3 separate regions of the Mus musculus genome follow, and all the other regions are linked to region 3. The links are chromatin contacts, called in public HiChIP or PLAC-seq maps. All regions are on one chromosome and are shown on one strand. Each heading gives the region's core, a stretch centred on a gene start, on an enhancer-like site or on the middle of the called end of the contact. The rest is flanking DNA. Distances are from core to core; before and after follow the strand shown.

Region 1 (2,824 bases), core at 54-2,553, 280 kb after region 3:
AGCACTGGTGGTACAAGAAATCTACATAGCATCAGGCACAATCCACCATGGATGGGGCCTTCTGTGTCCAGTGTACACTGTCACCTCTAACTACCTGTGTCCCACGGTGGTCCAGTGAGCCAGTCTGTCTGTACTTTTCTCTGCAGGTGAACAAAGCAACGAAGAAGTTGCCCACTGTCCAACAGCCTCTGGATTATTGCTGTGTCCAGAGTCCTTGGCCTCGCTTGCTAGTGCGTAGGAAGAAGTCCCCAGACCGACCAGACCAGAGTTGAGAAAACATCAGCCTTCAGAAATAACGAAGCAGTGGGCTCCATCCTTCACCCATATTGTTCTCCATATTGACAGCATCTTTTCCTGGGCTGGGCTGGAAGAGGTGGTTCTGCCCAAGACAATAGAGTAGGAAGCTGGAAGGGCGCCTCCTCCGAACTGCCTCAAGAGCTTTTGCGGGATCTATTTTGTCTTTTTCTGGAAAAGGCTCACCTTCTTTCCCTAAGGTCCCAGTCCAGGAGAGGAAAAAATATCTTGCTCACTCCAGCCTCGCAGAGGAGGTCAGGGTTGGGGCAATCCCTGTCAGACCAGCGCTTCCTTTTGTCCCAACCCCCAGCACTTCAGGCCAGACCCGCTGACACTCGACAGCGCCTGCAGTTTACCTTGGCTCCGGTCCAGTGAGTTTGAGCCCAGCCCTGGGGCGGCCCCCACCTCTCCACCTTGTTACGCCTTCCCACCCTCCTCTGCAGCGCAAAGAGCAGTTTAAATATAAATCAGTCCTCAGCACAAACAGAGCTTGGGCAGCGAGTCTCAGAGCCATCACCGGAACCGAGGGCCCAGGTTTGCGGAGCGAGTGCAGACACGCAGAGCCCTGCTCTGGACAACCCCAAGAGCCACAGAGACTCCTCGCTCCCTTCCATCACCCCGTGCCCCTCGAGTCCACTCTAGCTCCCCACCCCTTCCCCAGTGCCGCGCCCACCTTAAATCCCCAGGTTTCTCCTGGCCTGCAGCCTCCTGCCTCCTCCATACGCGGTCTCCTCTTCCTCGGGGACCCGCCATCTCCCCACACACTACCCCCAACCCTCAACCCTGGCCAGCAGGACCTGATAGGCAGCCAAGGCTCACCCAGCTCGAGTCCCAGAGCCTCTGGGCTTCCGCAGCCGCGACTCCAGGACCCAAGACACCTGCCTGGGGGAGGCGACAGCGGCTGGGCGGGGGCTAGCAGCACCTCTGACACCCGAGGAAGAGAGGGAGGAGAGAGAGCGCGTTTCATCATCGCTGCCACTTATAAAAACTTCTGGGCGCTCACTCTCTCGCTCAGTCTCCACGTCTCGCTCCCCATAGCCCGGCTACCGCCGCTGAAGCCTGAAGCACCCAAGTCCCGCAGAACCTGACCCCGGCCTGTCGCCACCACCTTGGCCCGGTCAGGGGACGTCGCCTCAGTCACGATGGGGCTCCTGCCCAAGCCCGGAGCACGCCAGGGCAGCGGCACCTCCTCGGTCCCAGCCAGACGTTGCTCCCGCTCGGTCTTCAACAACATTAAGGTGAGTAGTGTTGTGAGTAGTGTTCGTGTTCGGGGCAGGAGGGCGGCAGAGTGGGTGACACAACCTAGGACGTCGATGAGGCCAGTCCGGGAGCTCTGGGTTGCACCCGGCTCCCTTCTCTGTCCCCGGTGCCACATCCGTGGGGCCTGGCCCGGCGCGTGAGCGTGAGCGTGAGGGGGCGACACCTCTCTCTCTCTCTCTCTCTCTCTCTCTCTCTCTCTCTCTCTCTCTCTCTCTCTGTGTGTGTGTGTGTGTGTGTGTGTGTGTGTGTGTTGCGCGCATATGCTCATAGGCTCTCGTGGGGAGTAATAATCAGAACAGACGTAACTTTGTAAAGGGGAACTGTCCTGTTCTTCCATGGAGAAAGAACACCTCCAGGGAATTCTGTTGGGTCTCTGCTGTGGGTATGCGCTCTTCCTTAATGAGAAGGGATGCAGAGGAGTTTAGCCAGCACCTTGTGGGCAACAGGCTGTGGGCAGCCTGAGATGCAAGTCAGAGCACAGGCACCTTGTCTCAGTGGATGGTAGAAGCCTGCATTCCTTGCCTGGGTTTTCATCTTTGCAATAGTTGGGAGTCGCAGATTAGATTGCTACCTGGCTGCATAGCTCCCAGCAGTTTTGAGGATTCCCCAGCTCTCCTGGTCTCAAGAAAACAGCAGGCACTCGAGGTTTATGGAGAAAGGCCACCAGAGGTGCCTGTGGCCTGAGAGTTATGAGGAGTTAATAGAAAAAAGAGGAAGCTGTTAGCATGAGAATGCCTTCTTTGGTAAGGGTCAAAAGTAGGGTCCACTTCCCCCAGGTCTTGAAGGACCTGGAATGGTTGCGTCCTCACAATATTTGGGAGAGAGGTTCCTGAAGAAGGTATCTCCTGGAAGGGGCTAGACGACCTTGGTCAGACATCCAGGCGCCCTGGGGTCCGGCAAGCATATGGTGCAGAGAGATTATTTCCCACAATTCCTACCTTAGATGTAATGGGTGCCCAGACCTCACATGGAAGGATTGGAGAAATGTGAACAGGCTATGTGTGTCTAACGGAAAGAGACTGGGGTTTGGGGGGTGGGGTGGGGCAGAGCGAATGCCACCTGCATGTTCTGCCTCAGGCTGTTACTGGTAGAACTGGGGTTCCTCGTGGGGATCCCTCTTTTGTTACTACCACCACCACCACCATGGTTTTAAAGGGCTACCTTGATTTCCCATTGGAATATTCCTAACACAGAAAATTGGAGGTAATTGAAAACAGTCCTCAGATCTCCTCCCCTCTAGCCAGACCTGGATGGGAATTCCATTTATTAT
Region 2 (2,700 bases), core at 29-2,528, 360 kb after region 3:
AGTTCCAGGACAGCCAGGGCTACATATTGAGACCTTGTCTTAAAAAAAGAGAAAGAAAGAAAGAGAGAGAGAGAGAGAGAGAGAGAGAAAGAAGGGAGGGAGGGAGGGAAGGAGGAAGGAAAGAAAGAAAGAAAGAGAGAGAAAGAGAGAGAGAGAAAGAAAGAAAAAAAAGGAAGGAAGAAAATGAAAATGAAAAAAGAAAAAGAAAAAAAGAAAGAGAAAAAGAAAGGAGAACTCCAAAATCAAGGAAGCAGCCAGCAGAGAGCTTTCACAGAAAGCCCAGGTCTTTCTGGCTGCCCCAAGCCCCTCTCTTCTTATAAGTCATTCTGAAGTTAGGGCAAGCCTTGGGTAATGAGAAGCCCGCCTCTTTTCCCATTGAAGTTCATTGGCTGGTGAGAAGAAAGAGGAGGGATCTCTTTAGGGTTGTGTAGGTTGGGTGATAGAGGTTGGGAGACCAGGTGATGTCTCAATTATTTACATTCTAGTCAAGCATCCCAAGAACATTGTAACTATTCATCAAACAAAATCCAGTGAGCCCTCTGGGTACCACAAGGTAAAGACCAGACGTGGAGAAAAGGGACAGAGAGGAGAAAACTTGGAGAAGCAGAGCCATGAGATTGAAGCACAGACCTTTGGGGAAATGTCCCATCTGGTAACTGCTTATCATGTTCTCGCTTAAGAAACAAAGCCATGTTGTATTTGCCTTCAACACTTTCAAAGATGGAGAGATGCAGCTAAGCTGGGTCCTGAATTACTGTCAACTTGATAGTAAAATATTGTATTACAGCTTCCCAGAGAGATTGGCAGTGGTATGTGTATGTGTGTGTGTGTGTGTGGGGGGGTAATCCTTGCAAATCCAGAAGAAAAAAAATTCCTATCTTTCCCAGCCACAGGGACTAAACATTGGAGGTAAAAATGTCCATTCCCTGCCAAGAAGGCCAGATTTGCTAACCTTTCATCGGTGATTAAATATGTAAACAGGTCCTGGGCAAGCCCTTGGCAAATCATTAATGAGAGAAAGCCTTCCTCTCGTGACAGGCCCGGCCCATTTATCAACCTCCACACCCATTCCCAGCCCTGTTTGGTGGCCACAGGACACAGGGCTCTCTACCTTGACAAAGTCTCTGCTCCTTAGGCACCTGCTACACTTTGATAACAATAATAAAATGTACATAGTTCGCTACAGTTTGCCAAGCCATGCATTTATTTACTGAACTCCTCAAACCACCCAGAAATAGGCTTGGCTAGGCTTCAGTCACATGACACAACACACCTTTATCTCTTGTTTGCACAAAGCCCGTGGCTTGTTTGGGTGACTCTCCAGGGCAGTGGCTTCCAAGGGTGGCTCAGAATGCCAGCTATTTGGACTTGAGGTACCTCTGTTTCATCAATCCACAATTAATGAGGCAGGAAAGGAAGCTAAGAAGGTCTCGCCATGGGAAGCAAGTGTTTTGGCCAGAAGGCGCATAGTCTTTCTGCTCCCAGGCGCTTGGCCAGAACTAGTCTCACGGCATTATCTAACTGCTGTACAGATGGAGAAATATAATCCTCTGTGCTCAGAGAGGAGAGGAGCAGACTTAGGCAAGTGCTAGAATCTTCCACCATGGGGAGTGATTCTAGGTGAACCAATATGCTCTCTGAGACCCTTCAGTCTTGTCAGGCTGTTGGAAGAGGGATGAATACAGTCAGAGGGAGGAAGCATCCACAGCGGATCCCTAGAGGAGAAAAGATGATATCTCAGCAAAGCCAAGGCTGCCTTAGAGATGGAAAAGTGGAGAGGACAGGCCCAGAAGAGGCAGAGCTGATGGATCAGAGGTTTAGAGATGCAGGGTCAGGAAAAAGGTTCTCTTTAGTTGACAAAGACTTAGGCAAAGGATGAGAAGGCGGAGGAGCTAGGGGGGATGACAGTTGATTGAGCATGCCCCCCAAGGGGCGGGGCTTATCTCGAGGGGAGGAGTCTCACCCAGAGCTTCTTCCTGAATGGTGAGGCCATCAGGACCATCACATCGATAAATGAGGTCCCCTCCGGTTGTCAATCACATTTTATTTGTTTGGTAGCTGGTGTGTGCAAGAACCCGCCATGACACATTTCCTGACCTTGCAGCGTGTATACTTTGACCTAGGGTAGGAACTTGACCAAGTGCTGTGGATTCCATTGGGAAATCAGAGAAGGGACCAGGGCTGGTTTCGAGGGTCAAGAGTGTAGGGAGAGAGGACAGCTAAGTTGTGAACAAAGGTAGAAAGGCGAGCAAACCTGTGCACATTCTGAGAATCCCCTGATCAGGGAACCTGAAGGAGAACAGGAGTAAGGCTAGAAGGGTAGGGTCTAGGCTTAGCGGGGGCCCCTTAGGCGTCCTTCGGGACTGGCTTAGACCAGCCCATTCAAAGCCTGGAGAATGGCCTTAGAGACCAGTCAACCAGTCCCAGAAGGGCGTTCCTACCTCAAAATACAGCCCCGGGTCCCTGAGAGGGAACTGCTACACCCCAGAGACCAGAAGAGCCGTCCTCCTGAGCAGCCCCAGCCAAAGTTGGCTCCACTATATGTCCTCTCTCTCTCTCTCTCTCTCTCTCTCTCTCTCTCTCTCTCTCTCTCCTCCCCGCAGTGTGGGAACTGGAGTCCCAGGGGTGTAATTGAAAGCCAAATGGGGCAGCTTATTTGAACAGGTTTTCTGTTCAGGCTCCTAAACTTCTCTTTGCACT
Region 3 (2,896 bases), core at 283-2,782:
GAGAGATGTCTGGGTTTCTTTGCAACTTCTGTGAGGTGGGTGGGCTGGAGGAGCTGAGCCTGTGGGTCTGACAGTGTGACCTCCTCCCTGACAGATTGAAGGTGCTCCATGCTCAGATCCTAGAGAAGGATGCGGTGATCAAGGTCCTTCAGCAGCGCTCCAGGAAAGACCCTGGCAAGGCCACCCAGGGCACCCTACGGCCTGCCAAGTCGGTGCCGTCCATCTTCGCGGCTGCAGTGGGAACTCAGGGCTGGCAAGGGCTCGTATCCAGTGAGCGGCAAACTGATGCACGGCCAGCGGGAGGTATGAGGAGGCTTGGTGTGGGAGGGAAAGGGGTAGGAATTTTGGAATGCATATTACCAGACTCTCAGAATACACGCCCACTGAGACCAGGGCTTCCTGACCCCCTCTTCTAAGGGATCGGGTTTAGCCTTTGGCTCCCGTGACTGCAACCTACATGGGTCCTGCTAGTAGAGTGGATGGATGCTGGATACAGATAGATCTAGGCAAGGGTGTTCCTGAGCAAATACTAAGAAATCCTAGATTCCAGCTACAAAGAAGGGCCACAGAACATTGATGCCTATCCTGACCCCATTTATTCCTATTTTAAAAGAGGAGTCTTGCTGGGCGTGGTGGCGCACGCCTTTAATCCCAGCACTCGGGAGGCAGAGGCAGGCGGATTTCTGAGTTCGAGCCCAGCCTGGTCTACAAAGTGAGTTCCAGTACAGCCAGGGCTATACAGAAAAACCCTGTCTCGAAAAAAAACAAAAAAACAAAAAAAAAGAGGAGTCTTTTCATTCTATTAGACAGCTTGCAAATTAAGAACTACCCAGTCCACCAAGTTTGCTTGGGGTGTCCTCCATTGGGACCGTGTCTCCTACATCAAGCTGTACCCATCAGTGTCCATTCTTTCTTACAGACCGGGTCCCAGCAGAGGAGCCTCCGGCCACAGCTCCTCTCCCTGCCCACACCAAACATGGCAGCAGAGACGGGAGCACCCAGACGGATGGCCCTGCAGACAACACCTCTGCCTGCTTGGCCTCAGAACCCGATGGCCTCCTGGGGTGCAACAGTAGCCAGAGGACACCCTCTCTGGGTAAGCACCCCACTTGGTTAGATGAGGGTTGGGAACATGGTAGAGGTGCAAACTGGAACGCATGGGCCCTGTTTTCCCCACGTTTCCGCAAACTCATCCACTGTGGAAAGCCCCACCGTAGCGAACTGAGGGTTGTTGGAAGTTGTCTCAATGGGAGGCAGGGCCATCGAGCCATTTCAGAAAGAAGGCAACGCAACAGGAAGCACTCTAACTCCTCCAGAGTTGCCCTCACATCCTCCTGTCAGTCCAGGAGCTTGACAAGTGAACTCAATGGTGATCTTGGGTTGGGAAGCTATTTGGAAGAGCCCAGAAAGGAGGAACTAAGCCTTTTCTCTTTCTACTCTTGTTTCACATTTGCCCTTGCATAGCTGCCTGTGTGTGCCCCATGATCTCAGAAAAACCACAGGCATGACAGGAACGCTACAGCCTGCTTCTAACCCTGGGAGCACCCTTCCACTGATCATTCAAGCTAGTTCAGAGTCTAAACACAGGCATGGGCTTCCTCGGCAGAGGGGAGGGGGCACAGCCTTGTGCTTAGTTGATCAAGGGAAGAGGAACCTAAGGGCTGAGGCAGCTTAGGGGAGGGGGTCTTGTTTAAAAAAGACCCTGTGTTGGGAGCTGAGGAGAACAAGTGGATAGTACTGACAGCATACACTTGTCTTCTTGTTTTTTCTCCAGACTCTATAGCTGCAACCAGAGTCCAGGATCTGTCAGACATGGTAGAAATACTGATCTGAAGGAAGGAGGCAGTGCCTTGGGGACCCCGAAGCCTGGCTCCCTCCTGGCATTCCGGCAGTTGTCTTCAAATGCTGTGCCTCACATCCTCCGACCAGTGATGCCTTGGTGCATGGGGCTCAGAGAGGAGCACCCCAGGGGAGCTAGCTAGAAAAGCCTGCACCCCCTAGAAGACTGCTTTTTGGCCTATATTTCTCCTATGACAATGAGGAAGGAAAAGCCAGACATCACCTGCAGCCGGAGGCCTGTTGCTGGGGCAGAAAGGAGCTGAGCCCCCTCCGTCCTGCCTGAAGGAAACAGCGGATTCTGACGCCCAAGAATGGCTGGGCACCAGCCGAGCGGTCTGCAGGGATCGTTAGGCCAGCTATGGTGTTCTGTGGCTAAGCATGGCTCCAGCCAACACTATCTGCTCTTCAGTCCCTGACTGACTTCCTCAGATCACTAAGACTTGAATCCTTGGGAGGTGGGGGACGATGGGAGTGTGAGTCTTTCGGGAGCCACCAGCATGTCCCCTTGGAGTAGGTTAGAGGTCACTTGAGAGGCCCCGCAGAGCAGTGTGTTTTGTATATAATTCTTTTTCCTTGGGAACAGAAGACTAAGCGTGCCGGTTCAGAGTCTCCTCCAGGGCTGTGCTGCCTGCCCCTGCTGCCACAGTTCTTGAAACATGTGACAGGTCTACCAGATGTTCCTCTGCCTGCAGTTCCTGGCTGTGGATTTTGATACTGGTTGGCTTTCCTCTGCTTTTTAAATCCCTGTGTTTCGTGCCCATGGGATTCTTATCACCAGCCTTTGTGAATGGCTCCACAGCTCCTATCCCTGGGACATCCTGTCAGTTTGGTTATAAACTGAGCCAGATGTGATGAGCCACCACAAGCGGACATCTGTCATGCCCAGCACCAGGTTCTCTTTGAAGAAACTGGAGAAGTTGTTCTCATAAATGTATTCGTTCCCACCAGCAGGGACTGGGAGAGGGAGCTATGTTGTTAAAACGAATCAGTGAACTTAAAGAAAAGTCCTCATTATGGTGCCCCCACCACAGAATGGCACCCTTAGAGGCTGGCTCCT

Evidence for each region. HiChIP or PLAC-seq counts read pairs in DNA pulled down with a chosen protein or histone mark.
Region 1: a FOXA1 HiChIP or PLAC-seq map of pancreatic cancer cells shows a contact between it and region 3. The contact joins the promoter of Slco2a1 here to the enhancer-like site in region 3. A contact is called at or near these places in 4 of 39 promoter capture datasets (the 3T3-L1 cell line, embryonic stem cells and liver), 2 of 484 Hi-C or Micro-C datasets (embryonic stem cells and pancreatic cancer cells), 2 of 115 datasets of contacts at active chromatin or transcription factors (embryonic stem cells and pancreatic cancer cells) and 1 of 9 other capture datasets (liver).
Region 2: a contact with region 3 is called in a FOXA1 HiChIP or PLAC-seq map of pancreatic cancer cells. The contact joins two enhancer-like sites. A contact is called at or near these places in 1 of 39 promoter capture datasets (cranial neural crest), 1 of 484 Hi-C or Micro-C datasets (muscle stem cells), 2 of 115 datasets of contacts at active chromatin or transcription factors (embryonic stem cells and pancreatic cancer cells) and 1 of 9 other capture datasets (adipose tissue).

What each region holds. Positions count from the first base shown.
Region 1 is chr9:103,007,184-103,010,007 of GRCm38.p6, forward strand. Slco2a1 (solute carrier organic anion transporter family, member 2a1) reads left to right here and starts at 1,304. Exons shown (of 14, transcript NM_033314.4): 1 at 1,304-1,532. The coding sequence starts at 1,437.
Region 2 is chr9:103,089,268-103,091,967 of GRCm38.p6, forward strand. It overlaps a transcript of Slco2a1 not described here. Among named protein-coding and RNA genes, the nearest start is that of Rab6b, 21 kb to the right of the region's middle. Within about 2 kb of position 1,279, at least 49 of the 459 cell types and tissues checked have an H3K27ac peak or open chromatin away from gene starts, as enhancers often do. A contact at or near this core is called in pancreatic cancer cells, where this site is marked.
Region 3 is chr9:102,729,874-102,732,769 of GRCm38.p6, forward strand. It overlaps Amotl2 (angiomotin-like 2), which reads left to right. Exons shown (of 10, transcript NM_019764.2): 8 at 95-303; 9 at 920-1,096; 10 at 1,775-2,896. The coding sequence ends at 1,833. Among named protein-coding and RNA genes, the nearest start is that of Gm5627, 8.3 kb to the right of the region's middle. Within about 2 kb of position 1,533, at least 57 of the 459 cell types and tissues checked have an H3K27ac peak or open chromatin away from gene starts, as enhancers often do. A contact at or near this core is called in pancreatic cancer cells, where this site is marked.